Regions from separate parts of the Canis lupus genome. Here region 1 is linked to region 2. The links are chromatin contacts, called in public Hi-C maps. All regions are on one chromosome and are shown on one strand. The core of a region is the stretch at or near the end of the contact, and the rest is flanking DNA. Distances in the headings are between cores, read along the strand shown. Region 1 holds the start of BLCAP (bladder cancer-associated protein). Region 2 holds the start of RPN2 (dolichyl-diphosphooligosaccharide--protein glycosyltransferase subunit 2).

What was found. Hi-C and Micro-C count contacts between places; a contact is called where the count stands out from the background.
Region 1: a Hi-C map of blood shows a contact between it and region 2, with 4 times the contacts expected there. The contact joins the promoter of BLCAP here to the promoter of RPN2 in region 2. A contact is called at or near these places in 3 of 9 Hi-C or Micro-C datasets (blood and skin fibroblasts).

The regions. Positions count from the first base shown.
Region 1 is chr24:26,690,754-26,697,735 of UU_Cfam_GSD_1.0, forward strand. It overlaps BLCAP (bladder cancer-associated protein), which reads right to left and starts at 2,127. Exons shown (of 2, transcript XM_038572276.1): 1 at 1,973-2,127. LOC106557698 (a long non-coding RNA gene) reads left to right here and starts at 2,047. Exons shown (of 2, transcript XR_005377830.1): 1 at 2,047-2,392; 2 at 4,146-4,242.
Region 2 is chr24:26,392,357-26,399,507 of UU_Cfam_GSD_1.0, forward strand. RPN2 (dolichyl-diphosphooligosaccharide--protein glycosyltransferase subunit 2) reads left to right here and starts at 3,644. Exons shown (of 17, transcript XM_038572266.1): 1 at 3,644-3,952. The coding sequence starts at 3,940. MROH8 (protein MROH8) reads right to left here and starts at 4,125. Exons shown (of 24, transcript XM_038572249.1): 1 at 3,806-4,125. The coding sequence starts at 4,077.

The sequences.
Region 1 (6,982 bases), core at 877-3,376, 300 kb after region 2:
TAAACTGTTTCTACTACTCCCAAAAAGGCTTTGCCCTCATTAAGACCAAGCATACAGCAGATGAGTTGTGAGGCTACTGGGATGGCTTTGCAGGACTCAACCAACAGGCAAGACTCTTGCACTAATGCCCCAAGAAGGATGTTAGTTAGTGTCTTAGCCTAACCAGTTAAGCTGGGGGTGGAGGGGAGAGGGAATTAGGTAACATGACTTTCAAAGGTGTGGGCTGCTGTGACACTATCTCTGTGGAGTATTTGAACTGTGACTGAAGGAAGGGGTGAGGGGACAAGTTTCTTAAGCTTCAGCTGCAACAGCAGCTTATTACACCTGGGTTGGATGAGGGAACAGGTTTGCTGTGAGCCATTTGCTAGATATCTATTGTCAAACTTGTATCTACTCAGGAGCCAGTAACCTAAAGTGAGATTCTGAATTTGCAGTATTATCCCCAGAGATTTAAACGTGCACAAACTCGCACACAACACACAAAACATTAGCCTAACAACAGTCACTTTTTCCCTGGTGGCCTCTGACTTCCTCTATATGCCCCAGAGACATGTCACCATCTTCTCTGGGAATGATTCCGTTCACCCTCCCCTCCACCCCTTCTCCCTCCCACAGGGCCCATACCCCAGCAGGATCCAGATTCCTGAGCATTCCCAGAACAGGAAGTCAGAGAGGCAGGCAACACATGGTCCTCGGTATAGCACAGTGACAGGCTTGAAATGGAATGCATGTCTCAAAGATAAGAGAACAACAACAAAAAAAAGACAGCCAAACCCAGACTTCCAGATTCCTCTTTGAAACAACATATTACAGATAAAAGGTTAAACTGTTTTTGGCAGCAGTTCTAACAAGACCAATGACAGACAGAGAATTGATCCGGTCACTGGAAACTGACCAGGGCTCTGAATCTTTTAACAGATTTGTTTGACATTAATTAGTCTCTGATCTAAAACAAACAAATAAATAAGATCTAACACTTGGCATTAGCACTTAAGCTGGAACTTTTTTTGTTTGTTTGTTTGTTTTTGTTTTGTTTTTTGGTCCTGGCTTTGGTGTTGCCGTCCAGAAGGCTGAGGGGATGGTTGGACCATGTCAGGCAGGGCAAACAGAAGCTGTTCCCAACACACCAGCTCCCTGAAAGGGATAAAGCACGATCCGAACCTATAAACAGAAAGATCATTTCCTCCCTAGGACAGACCCCGGTCTGTCCCAACGTTTAGCGTTGAAAAGGGACGTGGAGGCCTGGCAGAACTCACAGGTTTGGAAGGGGTAGCGACAAAGCAACTGTTCCCCATCCCCCTTTCTTCTTTGTAGGCCACTGGAGTGCCGGGCATTCCGTTCCCTCGGCTGCCCTTGAGGGCCACTCCCCACATATGCTGGAGGAAAGGGATCGGGTGTACAGACTTGACAAAGTTATGAGAGGAGGAGGCACCCGCGACTCAAAGCAGAGCGTCAGCCTATTACCCCGTCACCTCGGACACCACAGCGGGTGCCTGGGGTGGAGACCACTTTCGCCCCCTCTCACCCGCGGCCCTTCTAGGAAAAATGCGACTGAAGTGGCGGGGACAAGTTAGCAGGACTCTCAGAAACTGGGCCCCCTGCCAGGGGCCCCCCGGGGCGCGGAGCGGGGAGTCGCGCTCCCTCAGCCCCGCGCCCCCCGACTCTGCCTGTCGCGTCCCGGGAACAGACAGGCGAGCACTGACTGACCTTGGAGGCCGGAACGAGACCCAGGGGTCCGGGGCCTCGCCCTCAGACCGGGAAAGAACCCCCGCGGCCCGGGGGGGGAGGGGGACGGGGGCCCACACAGGGCAATCACGTGACCCCACACAGGGGTGGCTCCCCCAGGGTGCGCGGAAGGAAACCCCCCGAAAGGGACCAGGCGACGCCTAAGGTGACCCCGAAGGGACAACATGGCGCCGCCGCCGCACCGAGGGCCTCTCATCCCGTCCCCAGGGGGCCGACGCCACGGTACCTGCGAGCCCTGCCATGGCGCCGCCGCCACTGTCGCCCTCGCTGCCGCAGCCAGCCTCCACCTCAGCTCGCCACCGACGCCGCAGGAAGCCGGGGAGACGCCCCCTTCGTCTTCTAGTGGAGCAGGCCGAGGACCCCTTCGGGTGTCGGGCTGCCTCTGGCAGACGCCTGATCATAAAGCACAATTTGGGGTCGTCCTCTCCCGATGTCCCCCAATGTGCGCCTCAGACGGGCCTTTGAAAAGTTTTCTGTGCGTGTGTGAGTAACTCAGGGGACTCGCAAGTCTTCAAGCCTGAAGAATTTTTAATCAGGCGCGCCCCGGACAGCCCAGCACCACGGCCTCATGGTCCCCTCATGCATATGCAGCAGATTGTGATCCTCGCTCGCTGAGCGCCGAGGGGGCGTACCTTAGGCTCCGTAGGTGAGCTGGGGATTCTGGTTCCCTGCGCGGATCCCCCGTGTCATCCGGGCAGGACCTCGTGGCTCAAAGTCCGTCCCCTCCCTGGCCCTTTCACCGAGGGGCCAAAGTTCAGGAGCGGAGAAATCGGGTTCAGAACTAAGGACCTGATTAGGGTCAGGACCCGACTCCTCCCCGGGCCCTCTACCCCGGGCAACTGGTCTACCCCGACTCTCGGCTTCCCCGGGTCTGATGAAATGCCTTCTTCACAGAGTTGTTACGGGGAGTGAATGAGTCAGGATTCATTTATTAGCTAATTGAGTTCCTCGAGGGCTTACTCTCTTAGTGCAGTGCTAAAGGCGAAGAGTGTGGCATAGACATTGCTGTAATCACAAGGCTCTGACAGTCTAGTGGGGGAAAGTGTGGGGGCGGAGGGGGGGAGAGGAACGAAGGTCAGCAGAGAATCACTGTGTTAGTAATATTAACCAAATCGATATGTAAGTATACAGCATGGAGAGGGCAGTGGGGGAAAGTAAGGAGGGTTATGGAAAGTGAATGAGGTCCTAATATGGGGCACGAGGTGGAGGTGGATCCTCCTTGAGAAGCTGGTATTTAGATTGAGACACCAAGGACAATTAGGAGTTGTGCAGGGCAAGAGAGACGGGAAATGTTCCAGGCAGCAAGAACCACTTGTCCCAGATAAGGTGGGAAGGAGCAGGGTGTGGGTGAGAGGTGAGCAAGGCGTAGTGCAGGTAGTGCTACCAAACGAATTTGGATTTCTATCTTGACAGTAACGAGAAGCCCTTTTCATCAGGGGAATGATAACAAATTTGGATTTCTGAAAGGCAATCCTGGTTGCATGGCTTGGAAAACACTTGGGAGCAGATGTGGGGGGGCGGGGAGGGAACCAGTTAGAAGGTTATTGCAGCTTTCCAGCTACAAAGTAATGATGACTCAGGCTGGTGGTTCGGAGAGATGGAGAAGTAAAGGATGGAAGATTGGATGTGGATGTGTGCTAAGGGGCAATGGCAAGAACATCTAGGTTTTTGCCTTGAGTAGGAGTCAAGAACCCTTCACTAAAGTGATGAAGCCTGAAGAAGAATCAGATTGAGGGGGAAGATACAGAGCTTGGCTCTGAGAAGGCAAGTTTGAAATGCCTGGGCAATGTCTAGGTGGAAAGGGTCAATAGGCATTTTTATATGAGATGAGCTCAGAAGAGAGGTCTGTGCTGGAGATTCATATTTGGGTAGCATCGGCACATATGTAATGGATGAGATCACGGAGCTGGATGAGTTCCCAAGGAAGGGAAGGTAGATTTTTGAGGAACAGAGGAGGAGGAGCCAAGAAAGGAGGCTGAGAAGCAATGACCAGAGGGATAGGAGGAAAACCAGGTGAGCATGGGATCCCAGAGAGGAGGTTTCAAGAAAGAGAAAGTGCTTAGTGGGGCTGACTGCTGTAGACAACAGAAATTACACCATTGGGTTTGGTTACAAGGAGAGTTTATGAATTGTATTCTTTATTTTGTACGTCCACAAAAACAAACAAACAAACAAACAACAAAAAAAAAAACAAATCAATTAGCTTAAAAAATAAGTAGGCTGCCACCCAATGGCAGATTAATTGAGTGGCTTGGCAGTGTCATCAAGGGACATTCCATCTGCCAGGTTTATTTCATCTCTGTTCTGCTGTCCTTATGATGGTTTCATGCTCATGGTCATAAGATGGCCAGTCCAGTTCCTAAGTCACATTCAAGTCAATATGTCCATTCCTCCTCCAGCTTAGAAACATACTGGATGTGGCCTCTCTCTATTTTGCTGCCTGCGGACTGAGGGATCAATGCACCCATGCCAGGTACACCCAAAATAACACTGGAAGAAAAGAAGAGTCTCATAGTGGAGGCAAGGACGTGAAGCAACTGAAATTCTTGCATATAGCTGGTGAAAGAGGATACAGCCATTTCTGAAGACCTGCAGTTCCTACGAAATCTGAACATACACCTAAGCTGTGACCTAGAATTTCCACTCCTAGGTATTCAATCTGAGAGAAATGAGTGCCTATGTTCACAAAAAGACTCGTGCAAGAATTTTCATAGCAGATTTATTTATAGCTTAAACTAGAAATAGCTCAATGTCCATCAACAGGAGAACTGATAAATTATGGCGCATTCATCCAAAGGAATACTATGTTATACATATAAAAATATAATAAACTGATATATGTGATATGTGGATTAATGTCACATACAGTATGTGTACTAAAAGGATCCAGACACAAAAGCAGTACATATTGTATGATTCCATTCACATATAAAGTTCTATCTGTGGTGATAGAAATCAAAATAGTACTTTCCTGTGTTGGTGGGAGAGGAGTAGAGGTGGGAAAGGAACAAGAGAGAATTTTCTGGGATGCTGGAAAAAGTCTGTATCTTAATCTGCTTGGTGATTACATTGGCACAAATTCATCAAGCTATACCTTAAGATTAGGGGATTTTATGTACTTTATGTATGTTATGTTATACCCCAAGAGAAAGAAGATATAATAGAGGGAGGTATCCTGCCAATCCATGGTAGTGGTTTGTGCTGTTGAGCAAGAATCAGAAGGTACTTTTTTGGAGAGACTCTGCCTTCCAGTAACCTTGATGCCAGGTCTGGGCATTGACAAGGCCTCTGTGGCCAACCTTCTTCCCACTTGCCATTCATTTATTCTGGGGCCCCAGAAAACTGGAGAAGGTAAGACAGGGCTCTCACTCACATGGGGCTGGCTCCCGGCCAGCTGGCTTGCTTCCTCTGTACACACAGGACTGCTCTCCTCTCCAAGCTCAGTTCTGGTGGTAGAAATGACACCAAAGGGATCCCTGGGTGGCGCAGCGGTTTGGTGCCTGCCTTTGGCCCAGGGCGCGATCCTGGAGACCCGGGATCGAATTCCACGTCGGGCTCCCGGTGCATGGAGCCTGGTTCTCCCTCTGCCTATATCTCTGCCTCTCTCTCTCTCTCTCTCTGTGACTATCATAAATAAATAGAAATTAAAAAAAAAAAAAAAGAAATGACACCAAAACCGGGGTCTGACTTGAGGGACCTGGAAGGTCTTTCTGCCCTAATATTTTGCTCAACAGACCTCAACTTCCTGCCAAGACCTCTCCAACCTGCCTTGTTCCACCAGACATCCAAACTCACTTGTGACTTCTCTCTCCTGCTTCATGCTCTCCAAGTCTTGCCCATCTTTTCTGCATCCTGCTTCAGGCTTTTCTGTCTCCACCTCCAAAACCTTGGTCCAAACTACCACCCACTCACCCTTGAAGCAGCCTCTCACTAGTCTCCTTGCTCCACATCTCAGCCAAAGCCATCATCCTCTTCATAGAAGCCAGGATGATCTTTCTCAAATGACCCTGTCATTCTTCCTCTTGAGTGGGTGTCTCCTCTTCTCTGTTTTCACCTGTCAAGAAATTTCTAGGGGATCCCTGGGTGGCTCAGCAGTTTAGCGCCTGCCTTCGGTCCAGGTTGTGATCCTGGAGTCCTGGGATCGAGCCCCACATCGGGCTCCCTGCATAGAGCCTGCTTCACCCTCTGTCTGTGTCTCTGCCTCTCTCTCTCTCTCTCTCTCTCTCTCAGTCTGTGTCTCTCATGAATAAATAAATAAAACATTAAAAAAAAAAAGAAATTTCTAGTTGTCAAAGTCCCAGATCAAATGCCGCCTCCTCCACGAAGACTTTGTATTCATTTAGCAAACATTTATTGAGTACCTAACGTGTGCTAGGCACTATGCTAGGAATGGAGGATAGAGAGAAGAATAGACAAATGCCGTCTAAGGAGTCTTGGGAGATGGTCAATAGAGCAGTGCCAGTGTGTACGTACTTCTTGTTAACTCTCACTGGACTGTGAGCTCCTTGAGGGCAGAGCTAATGTGGGGGTCATTTCTTAGCTTCAGAGCCTAGTACCAGGCCTGACAGGGAGGAGGAAGAGGAGGAGGAGGCAGTCACTGTGGAATAAATGAAAGGGTGAAGGAGTGAGGAAATGGATGAAAGACCTAGCCAAAGCTCTTTTCTTTCCCATTTGTCCTCCAAGCCTCCAGTTGAGCTGGTAACTGGGTCCATGGTATTCTGTTGGCACTGGATAGCAAACTTGGGGTTAAATGATAAAGAATAAGCAAAAGATTATGTTATTTATAGTGCAGTGTTTTGTGAAACCACACTACCTACCTTCCTATGTCATCATTCCATTTGACAATTACTTTTTCTGAAAATCAACATTATTTCTTTAGCAAGACAAGATATGGGAAATGTAACTTGTGACAGAACGACAGTGATTTATTAAATCATCAAAGAAGCCATGTATTACCAAAAGATTTAAAATTTGATAAGACACATGATTACCAAAGTGACCAAAGAAGTAGGCTCTGGGATAGCACAGACTGCAGCCAGAATGCCAGGGTTTTAATCCCCCTGCATTTTTTTTTAGTTGTGTGTCCTTGAGCAACTTACTTACCCTTCCTGAGCCTCACTTTTCCCATCCATAAAATGAGGAAAACATTAGAATCTATCCCTTATGGTTGTTTCTGCCAATTCAATGAGTTCATGTTGTAAATGCGTACAGTTGTGCCTGTCACATAATTAACACT
Region 2 (7,151 bases), core at 2,394-4,893:
ACAGTAGTGCAAATGAATGAGTCCTAGCTATCCACAGCGATACAGATAAATCTTACAATGCTGAGAGAAAAAAGAAAGTCACAGAAAAAATACGCAGTAAATTCCATTTATATAAAGTTAAGAAAATGTAAAAGTAAACAAATACTATTTGAAGTTATAAACACAGTAAAACTATAAAGAAAAGCAAGGAAACAATATAATCTATAAACTTCAGGATAGGGGTCTTTGAGTGGGGGGAGAAGGTGATAGAATGGGTAAGACTAGAAAAGGGACTTAAAAAATGGTTATGTTCTTCTTCTTCTTCTTTTTTTTAAAGTAGGCTCCAATCCCAGTGTGAAGCCCCACGCAGGGCTTGAATTCACGACTCTTGAGAGAAGGATCTGAGCTGAAATCAAGAGTTGGATGCTTAAGTGACTAAGTCCCCCAGGAACTCCTGTGCTTTCTTTAATAGGATAGCAAGTACATAATTTCACTGTATCATTCTTTTTTCTTCATTTATGTATTATAAATATTGTTTTTTCACTTAGTCAATAGTAAATAAAACAATTTTGGGGGAAAAAACCCCAAACTGATAAAGTTTGAGCTTCTTCCTATGTACTTATATATCTTTAATAATTAAGAAAAACTAGTTAATTAAAAACACACAAACCCTCTAAGAGTAAAATGGCTCTGTCATACAGTAGGTCATAGAACTGATTTTTTTAAAAAAGCTACAAATCTGTTGTACCATTTTATATTTCCACCAGCAGTATATGTAAGTTCCAGATGCTCCGCATCCTTGCCTGTATTTGGTATGGTTGGTCTTTTTATATTAACTATTTCAGTGGACCTGCAGCAATACCTCATTTCAACTTAATATACAATGCAGTTAATATGTAATGATGTTGATTATCTTTTTATGTGCTTATGTATATCTTGATGAAGTGTTTATTCAGATCTTTTGTTTGTGTTTTTTTACTGGGTTGCTTGCAGTGAGTGGTATGCTGATAAATAAAATGTTTAAAACAGACTCTTTAAGTGTAGTTTTTAAGTGAATGCTGGTTGGTATTTTCATTTACATCAATGAGTAAGATGTAACTGAAACTTCAGAAGTGACTTCTCTGAGTTGGATAATAGTTTTCAAACCCTAGAACAATATTGCCTCAAGTTTTTGGGCTATTTGCAATGTGAAGCTTATAAACATGACACACATCTAACTTTAATCTCTCTCACTCTTTTAAAATATTTTAATTTATTTGAGAGAGAGCAAGAGAGAGCACAAGCAGAGGGGAGAGGGAGAAGCAGGCTTCCCACTGAGCAGGGAACTTCATGTGGGGCTCAATCCCAGGACCCCAGGATCATGACCTGAGCCAAAGGTAGACATTTAACTGGCTGAGTCACCCAGGCGCCCCTGAATTTAATCTTTATTAACATTTCTCCATCATTAAGTTTAGACATAACAAAGCAAAAAATCAAGCCTTGGTGTATAGCATTCATTGATTCTATGGTGTAAATATTCCCATTGTGGACAAAGTCAAGCTACCAATGTTACTTTAGAAAGAGATGTACAGTAGCACACCACCATATAATTTTTCCACCATATAGATGCAATAGATATAAGCAACCACAAAAGCATAGAAAGTGATAAAATAATAACAAAATGATAACTTTGGTTTTCAATAGACTTTATTTCATTGTAAGTTTGTATAATTTAATTTTTCTAAATAGCTGTATTTAACAACAATTTTGTAAAATTCTTGCTAAATGTAAAGGTTTTATTTATTTATTTTTAGAGAGGGAGTGTGTGAGCAGGAGGAGAGGCAGAGGGGGAGCAAGAAGAAGAGGAGAAGAATCCCATGCAGGCTCCACTCTGAGGCCGATGCAAGACTTGATCCCACATGCAGGACTTGATCTCACAACCCCGAGATCATGACCTGAGCCAAAACCAAGATACTCAACAAATTGATCCACCCAGGTGCCCCTCTTCCTAAATTTCATAAGTGACTCTTGCAAGCCAGTATGAGATGGCTCCAGCACAACACTGGCGGTCTTATTATTGAGTTGGAAGAGGTGTGTGTGTGTGTGTGTGTGTGTGCACGCATACACACGTGCGTGCATTTGTGTGTGTTTAAGATTTATTTGAGGGAGGGAGGGGGGCAAGAGTCAGAGGGAGAGAGAGTCTCGAGCAGAGTCGGAGCTGAGCAGGGACCCTGAGATCAGGACCCTGAAATCAGGACTGAGATCACAACCGGAGCTGAAACCAAAAGTCTGAGGCTCAACCCACTGTACAACTCAGGAGCCTTGGAAGGTTTTTTTTTATATATTCTGTATCAGCACCATTCAATAGAACTTTCTGTGATATTGGAAATGTTCTGTAATTCTGCACTGCCAAAAATGATATCCAGTAGCCACATGTGGCTATTGAGCATTTGAAATGTGGCTAGCACAACTGAGGAACTGAGTTTTTCATTCTAATTAATTTAAACTCAAATATCCGCACAGAGCTAGAATCTAGTTTACTGAATAGCACAGTAGTACAGAATAGTATCCTCTATTTGGGATAATAATATCTGGAACACTAATAATAAGACTTACTACGTTATGCATACTTTATATGTTCACAATAGTTAAAAAGCAGAGATTATGATGGAGTCAGGCTGCCTGGCTTCATACCTTTTAGTTCTTTTCTCTATAAAATGAGAATAACAGTACAAACAGTCCAAACCTCACAGAACAGCAATAAGGAGTAAATAATGTACGTAGAGCACTTAGTACACTTGTTGGACTATCCTGTAAATGCTCGATAATTGTAGTTAAGTCACTTCCATTTTTTTTTTAAATTACTGAGTGATTCTTATTTTAAAACAAGCAGGTTGTTTTGCTCTCATAAGTCACTTTTTTTTTTTTTTTGGTCACTTCTATTTTGATCCTGTTACTTCTGTAAAATTGGGCTACTATGTTCCTCAAAGTCACTGTACTAAGGAGTACTAAGTCCGCAGAGATGCTTTGCAAATCAAAGAAAACATCACTCGTAGCTAAGTTATTAACAAGCGAAACAATCTTTGGAAGCAACTGCCATAATTTCCTAAAGAGAAACAAAAGAGGAGGGGAGGGAAGGAAGGGGGTAAGGAGGGAAGGCAGGCAGGCAGGCAGAAGGAAGGCAGAAAGAAGAAGAAAGACAGGAAAGAAAGACAAAAAGACAAAGACAAGACAGGAAGACAGAAGGAAGAAAAAGAGAAGAAAAGAAAAGAGAGGAGAAAAGAAAAGGAGAAAAAGAGGGAAGGGAGAAAGAAAAGAAGAAAAGAAAAAATCGAAAAGAGGAAGAGGGAAAGGGAGAAAGAAAAGAAAAAGGAAAGAGAAAAGAAAGAAAAGAAAGAAAAGAAAGAAGAAAAGAAAAAAGAAAAGAAAAGAAAAGAAAAGAAAAGAAAAGAAAAGAAAAGAAAAGAAAAGAAAAGAAAAGAAAAAAGAAAAAAGAAAACCCCAGCCCTAGAACACTACCGGCTCTTCCTTACTGGACCCTTTCCATTCCTTTAAAATTGGCCGGGCTGCAGAGAGCCGACTGAGTGACGGCGCAATTGGCCAATCAACGCGACTGGCCAATCAGCGGAAGCCCCGTTTCGGGCCCGCCCCGACGCCTCGTCCAATCGCGCGCTGGTAGCGTCCGGATTAGGACCGTTGCGAGACGGCTGGTTCCAAGTGAGCCAGGTCGCGGGGGGAGGGAAGCGGGCCTGTACGCGAGGACCGCGGCGCCCTTTGCGCGCGGGGACTGGAACTGGGGCCGCGGTTCCTGGGACCAGCCCTAGCCTGCGGGACGGCGGGGGCTGACCTGTGCCGAGATCCCATTCCAGCACGCGCAGTCTGCTGCGAGTCCCTGGCGTCCCCTCCGGCGTGCTCTTGGAGCCACTTTCCCGAGCGGAAGTCAGCCTGCGGCTCCGGCCCTGGTGGGACCTGCTCGGAGGAATGGCGTCGCCGGGTGAGGCGTAGTGCATGGCTCGACCACGGGGCCCCGCGGCCGGCACGCCTTGGCGAGTGGACGCTGGTGCTCGCCACTCGGGAGCTTGCCAGGCGGGAGCCTCTCCCCCTGTAGGGCAGGGGCATGGGCTCGGGCTCGGGCTCGGGCTCGGCTCGGGCTCTTTCGGGGTCGAGTGCGTGACGGAGGGCGGGCGGAGCGGGTGGGACTGCGGGCGGGCGGCGGTGGGGTGGGGGCCAGTGCGGCGGGGAGCTACGGGTGCCCCCGAGGCCCACCCGCGGCCCGCGGTCAACTCTTACGTCTGGCTTCGCCCATCCGTTTCACTCGCGGCGGCTCCCGGGCGGGGTGACCTGAGAGTAAGCTTTTGGCCAGGTCGTCCTTCTTTGGACCGTGGTTTCCAGTTCAGTTTAAAAAAAAAAAAAAAAAAAAGGAGCAAAAGGAAATCACTCACCTCTCTGGGGGCTTAGGGTATAAATTCTTAAATTGGATTCTCCTGCTGCAAACTTGGGAGTCGGCCAAGTGTCCGTTGTATGCTCCAGTCCAAGTTCCTTAACCCTCTTCATCTCAGTTTCTGATCTGTGGACTAGGTTATTAGTCACATCATCTGCCGAATAAATTGCTGTCCTCAGTGAGCTGATCCTCGTGCATAGTGTAGAAGCGTGCACGGCCCTGAGCAAGCATCAATAAAGCTAACTGCATTGCTGCTGAGCGGACCCTGTGCACGATGGACTCTCACGTAGTCCCACAGCGGCGTGGGGGGAGGTGTACTACTATTTATATTTGACAAAGAGGAAGACGCAATTTCAGAGAAGTAACTTGCCCAAGATGACCGTGAATAAGAGAGTGGGTCATTGCCCCATTTTTTGAAAAGTTGAGGGTTAACAGAGTAGTTAAACTTTGGATCCACACTGCCCGCATTTGGGGTTCTCGGTTTCGTGTCTTAGGGCAGTTAATTCCTAATGAGTCTCCATTTCTTGATCTGTAAAAGCACACTCACTTGGATGTTGTGAAGATTGAATGACTCAGTACATGCCAAGTACTAAGCGTAGTATGGGCATACCCCACACATGCTAAGTGCTCAGATTTTAGCCAAAAATGTTGTTGTTGTTAATTCGAGGTGGGAAGATGAGGATTCTGACACAGACGCCGTGTTAGGGAAATTTATAGTCTAGCTGGGAAAATGCAAGTCCTCATTTCCTAGATCTTATTATATTTAGTACATGCACATACACAAGGCACTGGGGACTCCACATTAGTGTCTTGACTCCTCTTTTTCTTACATTGCTCTATTCTTAAGCAGTTCTGGCTTTGACCTTGAATTCCAGCCAGACTCTGACGGCTTCTCACCTCTACTGATGTCACCCTGGCTGTGACCACCATCATCTTTTTACTTGGATTATTACTAACTGGCGTCCCTCTTTAGGTCCTTTCTCCTGCCTAGTCTCAAGTTTTGTGTATTCTCAACACAGTGATCCTATTAAATTGTAGGTCAAATCACTCCTCTTCTCGAAGTAGGAGTGATTTGACCTACAATATAATAGGTCAAATCACTGGACTTCTGCTGGCTCCTATCTCACTCAGTAAAAGCCCGAGTCCCTAGAAAGTTTTAAAAGGCCCAGGAGATTTGGCCTCTGCTACCTCTGTCATCTCTTCCATACCTTTCACCCTTCACTTATGCTATACTACTACTACTGGGTAGCTATACTTTCCTCTTTGCTAATGTCAAAAATGCTATATATATTGTTGATTCAGGGTCTTTGCATCTTGAGATAGTTTCCCCCAAAATATCTTTGTGACGCTCCTTTTCCTTCAAGTCTATACACAGTAGCTTTATTTCTCAGACCTTCATAGACTACCATATTTAAAATCGTAGCTCTTCTCAGATAACTCTTCCAGGCTTTAGTTTTCTCCATAGCACTTTTCACCTTCTGATGTGATAAATGTTTCCTTAGGTGTGTTGTGTGATATCTTTCTTTTCCCACTGGAATGTAGACTTCATGAGGCTTGGGGTGTGCGTGTGTGTGTGTGCACACGCGTGTGTGTTTCTGATTCCTGCAGAAGTATATACCAAAAATAGTGCTTGGTAGGCATTCAATAAATATTTATTAATGAATACTCCACAATATATTTCCCTTTGTAGTGTTTTAAAAAGATCTTCCAAATTCTTTAGATTATTTAACATATGCACAGGGATTTAAATAGAACTAGCATTCGTAGAACGATTCTGAGTTACTGCTAATGTAGGCATTGTTTCTAAAACATTCTCCAAAAAATAGTGGAGTGTAAACTCTATAGTTAGATTTGAGTTTGAGTCCAAGATTGTCTGCAGACTACTCTCGTTCTCAGTTTTCTTTTCTTTTTTTTTCTTTTTGTTTTTAAGATTTTATTTATTTGCTTGAGAGAGGGAGAGAACAGAGAGGAAGTGGGAGAAGCAGACTCTTTGCTGAGCAGAGAGCCCCAGGGAGCCCAATTCAGGGCTTGATCCCAGGACCCTGAGATCATGACCTGAGCCAAAGGCAGATGTTTAACTGACAGAGCTACCCAAGCGCCCCTTGTTCTCAGTTTTCTTATTTGTCAAATAGATAATAACGATGCCTTTTAAAAATTTTTTAAGGATTTCGTTTATTCATGAGAGACACAGAGAGAGGCAGAGACATAGGCAGAGGGAGAATTAGGCTCCATGCAGGGAGCCTGATGTGGGACTCCATCCAGGAACCCCATGACCGTGCCCTGAGCCAAAGGCAGACGCTCAATTGCTGAGCCACCCAGGCCTCCCTTGATGCCTTTTTTAAAAAGTAATCTCTCCACCCAACATGGGACTCGAATTCACATCCCGATATCAAGAGTCAATGCTCCACTGACTGAACCAGCCAGGTGCCACCTAATAATGCCTTTCTTATGGGATTCTAGTTGAAACTAAATTTGAAACTATAGGCAGAGGCTTTAGACCATTACCTTATGATTACAGTAGTGCTCCCTCCCTCTTCTGCAGAGCATACTTTCCAAGATTCCCAGTGGATGCTTAAAAGTGCAAATAGTACTGAACCCTTATATACTATGTTTTTTTCTACACATACATACCTATGATAAAATTGAATTTATTTTTTAAACTTTTTTTTTAAGATTTATTTTTATTTATTCGAGATAGAGAGAGAATCAGAGACACAGGCAGAGGGAGAAGCAGGCTCCATGCCGGGAGCCC